Regions from separate parts of the Mus musculus genome. Here region 1 is linked to region 2. The links are chromatin contacts, called in public promoter capture Hi-C maps. All regions are on one chromosome and are shown on one strand. Each heading gives the region's core, a stretch centred on a gene start, on an enhancer-like site or on the middle of the called end of the contact. The rest is flanking DNA. Distances are from core to core; before and after follow the strand shown.

Region 1 (5,118 bases), core at 1,131-3,630, 1.3 Mb after region 2:
ATAGCATCTCCATGGGGACCAAACCTTTAACATAGTTAGTCTCATTTTGCCCAGGCTGGCCTCTGCTTTAAGATCTTCCTGCCTTGGGCTCCCAAAGAGCTCAGGTTGCTGGTGAACCCCACTATGTCCGGATAAACTCATCCCTAAATTGTTGTCATCAGTTATCACAAAGCAGTGGTCTCTTCATAGTGTTGTCATACGTTGTCATATGTAGTGGTCTCTTCATACGTTCTCATGCTAATCATGCTTATATTACTGGTGTGGGGGGTAAAAAGTTCAAATCTTACTTCATCCATTATTAATATGGGACGAGCCAGACATTCCTTGATCAGAACACGCTCACCTCCCCACAGTATCTTAATAAAAGCCTATGGCTCTAGGCAAGAGGATGATCATAATTATTGCTAAGAATAAATTGAAAAGATAGCCTCAGGAGCACGTGATATCCAGGCAGTCAGAGCCAGATGTCACACTCTCATTTAGCTCTACTACAGGGACTGGCTGGTCCCATCTGCCATGGTCACCATTCTGGGGGAAATCTTGACAATCTGATGACTTCTCTTTCATGGTTTGCAAGACCCAGGCATAGAGTTCAAAGTGGTGGCCAGGCACTCCTAAATATAAGCCGATTGGTCACCTTAACTCTGGGAAGAAAATTCTGAAATCCTATGAAATTAAGTGTCCACCTTTCCTACTAGTATGCTTACGTAATGTTTCCTTTTAAATTGTATTTGTATTTATGTACATATGTGTTTGTATATGTGAGAGCCTAAGTATGTGGGTACCTGCAGAGACCAGAAAAAGATGTTGGATCTCCTAGAGCTGGAGTTATAGGTTGTTGTGAGCTGTCTGACTTGGGAACCAGGAGCCAAACTCTGGTCTTTTGAAAGAACAGCAAGTGCTCTCAACTGCTGAGCCATCTCTCCAGCAACAAGGTTTTCATTTTCAAGCTGTACATAAGAGTAACTGTGCTATTTCATGCATTATGTAAAATAGTAAATATCACATTTTATTTTAAATCTCTTTCTACACAATAGCGCCACTAACGTGGAAAGGGGACAAAGATCATCTATCCTTTGAGACATTCAAACATTAACATGAGATTTATATTACCTCTTATTTCACAGGTATGTACCTCTCTAACCACCCTTAACAAGATATGATAAACTATATATAAAAAACTTAGTCTGCCTTTTACCCATGTGGATATGAATAAATCACCTTTCTATATACATGTTACTGCATGATAACAACTTGATTGAAAGATGCACTGAGTTGAAATTATTACCTTTGCAGCTCTCATCCTGAGAACTATGTAACATAGAGTTTATTTAACATTAGCGGCATACACTCTCACTGATTGGATTAACATGCAATCCTTACTGAAGTGACACCAGTACTCCGCTCTGTGTTTCATTTCTGTTACTTCAAGGAAATCAGAATCATACTGACCTCATGGTTGATACTAAGAACTCAGCAAATAATTGGTTATTATTACTGTAGCCTTTCTACAAAGAGGATTTTAATATGATATGAGAATCGAACAAGGCGATACAATCGGAAGTGCTTTAACGAGTACGAAATACAAAATATTATTCTTTGTTCCTCTATCCAACCTCCCACTTTAAAGTAGGGACACTTAGTAACAGAGAGTGGGTCTATTCTAAAGCTTTTTTGGTGTCCAAAAAAAGAAGGCTCTGCACACAAGGGAAACTAAAGGCTGAGTTTTGGTATTGGTAAGGAAAGAACAATCACACACAGTTCTCCAGACAGGAATGCTTGCCAAGTCTCCCTGGACATTCAAAGTGCTTTTTCTCCCCCAGGGAATATGCAATGAAACAGAGCAAAACTCTGGGGCCCAACTGAAAAAAAAAATCTGGCTAACCCACCCTGTTGCTTCCTTCCCAAAACAGAAGAGTCTAGAATTAATTTTCAGGTGAATTCTAATTCCATGAAAGCAGTAGTTTTTCTGCTCTAATACAGTTCAGCACAAAGTTCCAACAGCCAACGAGAAACTTCAAAAGACTTCCGTATGCTATTACTGTCAGAGACAAACCGAACTTTGGGACTCACCGGAGTTGACTTCTTTGGAGGGCTTGGAGGTCCAGGCAGCATCTCTTCAGTAGAGACAGGTGAAAAGAGCGTTTCCTTGGACTCATTTTTCTGGAAAGGATTCATGGCTGGCTCCTTACTCTCTCTCTCCTCAAGCATTTGGCTTCAGTAGGCAGCTAGGACTGCTGCCAGCCTACAGTGAAAAGGGGGACTAGGGGGAGGAGGGATAGCTACAGCAAATAGGTTTAACCCTGTGGGTGTCAGTTTCAGTGGCTGCCTGCCTTAGAGCAGAACTTGAAGCTATAGGAAAAGAGAGGGGCTGCACGCTGATTGTGCCAAAGGTAAGGCATGGGGAAGTAAGAACAACACGTCACAAGTCACGAGATGAGAAGAAACAGTGCTAGAGAATCGATTAGGGTTATCTGTTTGAGAAAAATACCTCTGCAAATGAGGACTAGATAGTACTCAAGAATGCAGCATCTTGGCTAGGCATACAGCTCAGTGGTAGAACATTATGCCCTGCAGGTCCTGAATCTGATTTCTAATGGCATGTGGGGGTGGGGGCGGGAAGAATACAACAGTGTAAACACAGAAGGCTGATTTCAGATTAATAATATCTGCCATTATTGGGCACTTATTATGTGCCATGTTAATGTATATGCGTTATTCATATATGTATGCATGCATACCTTTGGTTTTCATACATTTTACTGCTATCTTTATTATACCACAATTATTGTTCCAAGAAATCAGGAAACTTATCTAAAAATCACAGGGCCAGTAAAGTGGCAGATCTGGAATTTTCACTATGCAGAAACAGATAGGAAAAGCAGAGACAGGTATCAGCAGTCAGTCGTGCAGGTATGGAAGCCACAGAAGTGGAAACGCAGGGAGGCTAGGAAGTCAAAATGCTGTGAACAAGAAGGAAAGTCATCACAGAACTGAATCTGAGAATAAGAATGATCCGGGCTTAGGTTTTCAACATCATAGCATTCAGCTAGAAAATCCTGTAAGTAAAAAATACAAGGTTAAAGAAAATGACAGGGAAAAGAAGAGTTGGTAATGGCCCTTGCTAAAGTCGCTTTCTGTATTTTCAATTTATCTCTTCAAAAATCAGTTCATTCATTCATTAAGAAATAAAATTTAACATGTGCAAAAAATTATGAACCAGTTGCTTTCTAGGTATTATTGCAAGCATTAAATGTTCTTAACTTTCAGTGGATTTTATTCCGACGCTAGAATACTATACTCAGTCCCTTGTCAGACAAGCAATTGGAATACACATTGTGACAATAGATACATTATACCCTACATTGAATTGAATGTATATAAAATTGAAAGTGTAGTACTATATATCACTGATGTAAAAGCATTGGCTTTCACTGTGACATTTCCACACATGCGCGTCACGCGGTCTGAATGAACACAGTCTCCTTGCATTTCCTTCTTTCTCCCCTTGGTGTGTTACTTTTGCTAATCCAAAGAGGTAAGAGAAGCACAAAAGAAAGGGGGAGATATTGCCAAAGGCTACAAAGGACATTTTCTGCACCTTGGGGTTACACCCTGAGCACTAACCCACCAAGTCAGGCAATGTCAAGATGAGTGATTTCATTGGCGAATGCAAGAGAGGAAACTGAGAACGAAGAACAAGGAAAAGAGGACAATGTAGGGGAAGGAATATGAGCAAATTAAAATTCATACATATATGAAATTTTTTAAAAATGCATTATTTTCTATGTTAACTAAGAAAATAGTAAAATGAGAAGTAGGGGGAACAGGATAGAAAACTCTATGGCCTTATTTCTTGCAAAATTCGTACATTATCCGTTTGAATGACTTTTCAACAAATGAACCTTTCCCCCCCTAAACTTTAACTTGGACTTTGACCAGGTTCTCTCAGGTTCTATTGTAGTTTTCATCTATTTTCTCTTCCACCAACCTTTACCCAAAGAATAATCCCGTTTTACTTCTGCCTGGAGCATTAATGATTAATCTGTAGTTGTTCTTTTAGGAAATATTGCCTTTCCTGACCTAACTCAGTTAAATACTGAATCTAAAATAGGCAGAACTTTCTGGTCAGGTTACCTAGTAGAGGCACGAGCGTAGTGTCGACTTATTAAGTTACCGGTTTCCCTTGCCTTGGCCTTGAACTTCTAGACGGTGTTTACTTCAGAAGAACAGATGAAGTAGCACCCATATGCACAGCCAGAGGTCCCCGGTTGCCAGGCTCCAGAGCGTGAACTTTGGTTTTCAAACCAATTTCTATGAAATCTGTCTTTTTGCAAGACAAGGTCTTGCTGATCTTCCTACTTAGCCAAGGATGGCCTTGAATGTCTCTGATCCTCCGACTTCTACCTTCAGCATTGCTGAGCGCTGGGAGTCCAGGAATGAGCGGCCAACTCGTTTCAAGTTTATGTAGTGCTGGAGACTGAACTCAGTTCAGGGTTTTGTGAGTGCTAAGCAAGCACTCTACCAACTAAGTCATAGCCCAAAGCCTGAAGTTTATCTCTGGATAATGGCAATACAATAACAGCATTTATTCACAGAGTCAAATAATATCAGAGATATAAGAAATCTGAAGCATTCCTTAGGTAAATTCAGCTTCTCTGATGCTAAGGATCACCTAGAGCAATAGCATATTAAGATGCTTGCTTATACTCTTGTTTCTGGTAGGTCGGCCTGAAACAGAAGGGTACAAGTCCAAGAGATACATAAGAAAAAACATCTTTGACATAGAATTAGTATTAAACCCTTCAGAGATAAAAAAGGACAATAGAAATAATAGAAGAATCTGAATATCAGAATCAAACATCAATGACAAAAAAAAAAAGGATATTTGTGGCTTCTGTGTTATGACAGCATGGAGTAAATTTTTCAATTATTTGTAGAAATGAGCTCTAATATAAGTTGTCAGAGAAGCAAATATAAAATTAAAAATAAATTGTGTTTAATAATGTCCAAAATATAAGAATCAGCCCCCCACAAAATTGTATTTAATTATCAGCAACAAATAAATAGATAAGGGAACTTAGAATACCAATCTTAGTAACATAAGAAGTATCATGA
Region 2 (4,905 bases), core at 2,109-4,608:
TTTTCAAACATCCTGCTAGTTCTTCACACTCAACTTCATCTACCCTGGAGTCTGGTGGTGAATCTTGGTTTTTATACCTGAGCATCTTCCCGAATTAGAGGGTCTTCATCCACACCTTGGCATAGCTGAACAACGTGCGTTAACTATACTGAGAGTTTTCTTTACAACCACTGACTGGATGTTGGACCTACTAATGGTTTGGTGTACCCTAAAATTCATGTTGAAATCCTAGCACCCCCCCCCAACACACACACACACTGTGGTAGGCATGAAGAGGTGGAGCCTTGGGAAGGTAATCAAGGCTTCAGGGTAAAATCTGCATGAATAGGGTTAGTGCTTTAAAAAAGGACCCAGAAAGTGCTCAGCTCTCTCTGCCCCACAAGGATACATGAAATCAACAGTCAGCAGCCTGGAAGAGGATCCGCCTTAAACCTGACTGAGCTAGCACCCTGATGACATCAGTCACTCAGCATGAGAAACAGTGACAAGCAAACTTGTCACTATAAGGACCCAGTCTACAGTGTATTTGTTATAGATGCCCAAACTAACAAAGAAACATTACTTTCCAAAGTCTGAAAGAGGCCAAAGGGTATTGTACCGTGCCACAATTATTAATTAAATCACTCCCGTATTTTTGCTTTTATAATAGATGCGGTACTCACACAGCCCTGTACACGAATCTCTGTCAATCCTTTTCCACCCGTTCCCCTTATTTGAGGAAGGGTGGCTCCAAAAGCCACAGTGGATGCCTGAAACTACAGGTCGTACAGAACATAGAGGCTTTTCCTCTCATACATACATACATACATACCTGTGAACAAGTTTAATTTATAAACTAGGCAGAGATTTAAAATAAGTAATAATACAGTATTATGACTGAATTAAAATAATGAAATACATCTGTTATTACTATGCTGGTGATAAAAGTAAATGTGGTCTCTCAAAATATCGTCTTGTAAAATGCTCACTTTTTTTTTTTTTAAGTCATGGTAGCTGGCCTGAAATCCTGAGGATGCCCTTGGCTCTCTGACCCAATCGCCTGGCTTTATACCATACCCAATTTACGTGGTGCTGGGATCCAACCCAGGGCCTCATATAGACAAGGCAAGTGCGGTATCATCCAAGCTAGGTCATCAGACCCCACCTTTCTTCTTACTGACCACAGATGACTTCCAACTTGACAGTGAGACCACATACAGGGGATACTGAATTGTTTTCCTTTTCTTTTGTACAGTATTAAGAACTGAATCTAGCGCATGCTAGGCTGGCCCTCTGCCCCCCAGACTGCCCTTAAACTTACTCTTGTAGTCCAAACAGGACTTTCCATCCTCCTGCCTCAACCTCCTAAGTAGCTGGGATTCCAAAGCCATGCCATCAGACCCAGTTAAATCCATTTTCATAAAACCCTGGGCCACGCCCAGTGGCCTTCAGTCAATACAGAGCGAACAAAGAAGTCAAACTGCTCCCAGGGATGTAGGAAGCCCTTATCAAATCCACATAGCTTTTAAATGCACAGAGGCCCAACCCGCAGTCACTTGCTGCGGATTCCAGGCTCTCATCCCTCTACCTTGTATTTGCGGAGCTAACTCTAGGCTCAGGAACGTCCAGCTGCCAGGTGCTTTGGGCAAACCTCAAAGTTCTTCCTCATTGCCTGAGGGGAAGGTACATACAGACCTCCGAAATACCCACAACACATTAATTCCTGGACTCTGCTCCACCCACCTCAATAAGGCCCCAGGGGCTCTCCCTTGGCAGACTCTCCCTCTCAGAGATGTGACCTCTCCCTGTGGGGACTCTCCACCTCAGATAATGTATGGCTCTCCTGTGGCAGGCTGGCAGCAGTTAGGGTATTAGCTCTTGTCCTTCGAACAGTATTTGCTCACAGGATTGACTGCTGTTCAGCCGAGGGCAACACCTGAAGGCAGGCGCAGAGTGTAGTTTGCTCCCCACCCAAAATTCAACCCGGTGGCAAACAATGTGGTTGATAAATGTTTACAGAGTAAAAGGTCAGTCCCCTGGGCTCTTGTTTTTACTGAAGGGAGGGAAAAAGGAAGAAAGCAAAACCCTCCTCCCTCAGAGTTCAAGGACTGACATCCTGATGGGAGTCAGCCCAACTGGCTCCAGGAAACTTATGTCAAACATCATGGCACACCACCAGCACCCCAAAGCTTCGCGGTAACCTACTAGATCTCTCCTAGACGGAGGATGCAGAACTGGGAACAGGGAGCTTCCTTTGACACCTTCTTCCACATAACAGAAAACTCGATGTCACTCCTTTAACTGGTGATCCCAAAGGACAGGGCACTGCGGAGTTCAAGCGTTTAGATCTAATCACCCCTCCCTTTCCACCACACCCCCCCCCATCTGCCCAGCATCCTTGCCACACCCAAAGGGAAAACAGTGGAGTGGTAGGGGCAAGTAAGTCTTCCGAACTTGGTGATAGTGGCGGTGGCCATAAGGAGATGGACCCAACACAAGGGAGACAAGAAGTTACGAGAGAGATGTGGAAGAAGGCAACTACATCCTGTCACACACCCACAACCACACCTCAGCCCCAGGGGCAAACCCGTCCCCAGTCCCCACTTCTTCTCGGGGGATGCTTGTTCGGGAAAGTCCTCCCATCCCCACATAGTCTGCACCACGGTTCACCCCTCCTCCACTTCTGTATCACTCCGGTATCATTTTGCAGTCTCCGGAGCTGGTTCCACCGACTCCTCAGCCGACCCGTCTGACAACCTCCTTAGCGGGTATCTTTACGGTTTCCCATCTCATAGAAGGAACGCAGACACGTTTACAGATCCAGGGCGCCACACACACAGCTCGAAAGTGGCCGGGGCTGGAGCCGGCATCACCGTGGGAGCAGAACTCTTGGAGGTGGTGACCCCACCCAACCCGTCACGCGCCCTTTCTCCGGGGGTCCAACCCACGAGCAAGTGTTCCTGCTGCGCAAGTGGAAGGCAGCCTCCACCCCACACTCACACAGGTGCAAGCACCGCCCGGGGAGTCCTGCTTAGGCTAAGGACATCCCAGACCTGCGTCCCCGCAAAGTTGTGCGGGAGCGCGAACCCGGAGAGAGGGATCACCCGGCCCGGCCCCAGTGGAGAGCAGAGGACCAAAGACCCTATTGCCACCCGGCGAGCACGCCCCCAACCAACCCGGACCGCGCGCTCCCACGGCCATGCGGGACGCACGTGTCGCCGGCCCACAGCCTCACCCCAATCGCCAGTAGCAGCCCCCACGCCCGCGCCATCCCCGCCGCCTCCTGCCGTCTGCACCCGGCTCCCGCGCACGCCTGCCAGCTCCACCTCGGCCAACAGCTACGGCCACTTCACAGCCGCTCCCCGCCTCCGAGTTCCCGGTGCCACGTCTGCCAAAGCATGCGCACCAGGCTAGGAGAGGCGGCCCGGGAAGGAGCCTGCCGGGAGTTGTAGTTCACGAGAAGCTCGGGATGCCTCTGCCTCGGACTTTGCCTGAGGACGCAGAGTAGCAGCTGTGAGGATGGGGGGCAGGGAGGCTGGGGAGTAGGGACAGTTGTTCACTAAGGAGCCTTGCTCTGTGCCCGCAGAATCAGAACCAACAACTCACTCTGCCCCCAGAAGTTAGTTTCCCCACCCCGAGGATTAGCAGGCAACCCAGAGAATTCCAGTCATTTGACTGTAGGTACTAATTGTAAAGTCTATGATGGCCTGTGGAGGATGGAAAATGCCATCTGCTCCCGAGGCTTTTTTTTTCCCCTTGACAAAACATTATTGAGGTGTCGGGAAAACAATTTAGAGAGCCCAAAAAATATTAAGTATAGATCACCACACTATCCCCTTACTCCTTAACCATATACTCAAAAGAATCGAAAAGTGTGTTCAAGTAGTACTAGCACACCAATGTTCCTAGCAGCGCTGTTTATGATAGTCAAAGAAGAAAGAAAGGAAGAAAGAAAGAAAGAAAGAAAGAAAGAAAGAAAGAGTGAGTCTAAATATCCTCAAAAGACAAATACAGAAAATGTGATATACACCGGTACAACGGAATACTATTCATCCAATAAAAAGAAATTCACACAACCATGTTAACAAATATCAAAAATATATGATGCTGATTCTTAAAAAGCCAAATGCAAAATGTTGTATATTGTATGATTGCATTTATATAAAATATACAAAAATTGGAAAAAATGGTTTTGGTTTTGTTTTTTTTTTTTTGGTTTGTTTGTTTGCATTTTGTGTAAACAGATTACTCTGACCTGGGGAATGGAGGAAAGGAATTTCAGTTCAGAAATCCATTGATGAGGATGAAAATCTTTCAGAGCTAGATAAAAGGGGAAGCAGCACAGCATTATGAATGTATTAAATGCCACCAAACTGTATCATTTAAATAGTTAATTGATGTTAAATGAATGCTAATTACCTGAACAAAAAATGTAAAATGGGAGCTGGACAATGGGTACATTATTTAGGAGCACTTGCTGCTGTTGGCTCCCACATAGCAACTAACAACCATCCTGTAACCCCAATTCCAGGGTATCTGATCTCCAAGGGCACAAGATATGATTGTGGTACTCCTACATATGGGTAGGGTGGTGCACGCCTTTAATCCCAGCACTCGGGAGGTAGAGGCAGGCGGATTTCTGAGTTCGAGACCAGCCTGGTCTATAAAGTGAGTTCCAGGACAGCCAGGGCTATACAGAGAAACCCTGACTCGAAAAACCCAAAAAACAAACAAACAAAAACCAACAACAAAAAAAAAAAAAAAAAACACCCATAGACATAAGACAGGTCTTTTATGTACAACAAAACAAAAAATCCTCTTTTGAATCCTCTTTGTCACGCGCACCATCAGCTTGTCACTTCATTTAGGAATGTTTGTTGGACAACTACTCCGTCATAAGGATGCAAATGGAGAATAATAAAATGG

The links. Promoter capture Hi-C pulls out the DNA fragments that hold promoters and counts their contacts.
Region 1: a promoter capture Hi-C map of hippocampal neurons shows a contact between it and region 2, with 2.4 times the contacts expected there. The contact joins the promoter of Slc15a2 here to the promoter of Pdia5 in region 2. A contact is called at or near these places in 4 of 39 promoter capture datasets (the 3T3-L1 cell line, 3T3-L1-derived adipocytes, hippocampal neurons and 1 more) and 1 of 9 other capture datasets (embryonic stem cells).

What each region holds. Positions count from the first base shown.
Region 1 is chr16:36,782,582-36,787,699 of GRCm38.p6, forward strand. It overlaps Slc15a2 (solute carrier family 15 (H+/peptide transporter), member 2), which reads right to left and starts at 2,381. Exons shown (of 22, transcript NM_021301.3): 1 at 2,074-2,381. The coding sequence starts at 2,211.
Region 2 is chr16:35,487,515-35,492,419 of GRCm38.p6, forward strand. Pdia5 (protein disulfide isomerase associated 5) reads right to left here and starts at 3,359. Exons shown (of 17, transcript NM_028295.1): 1 at 3,215-3,359. The coding sequence starts at 3,250.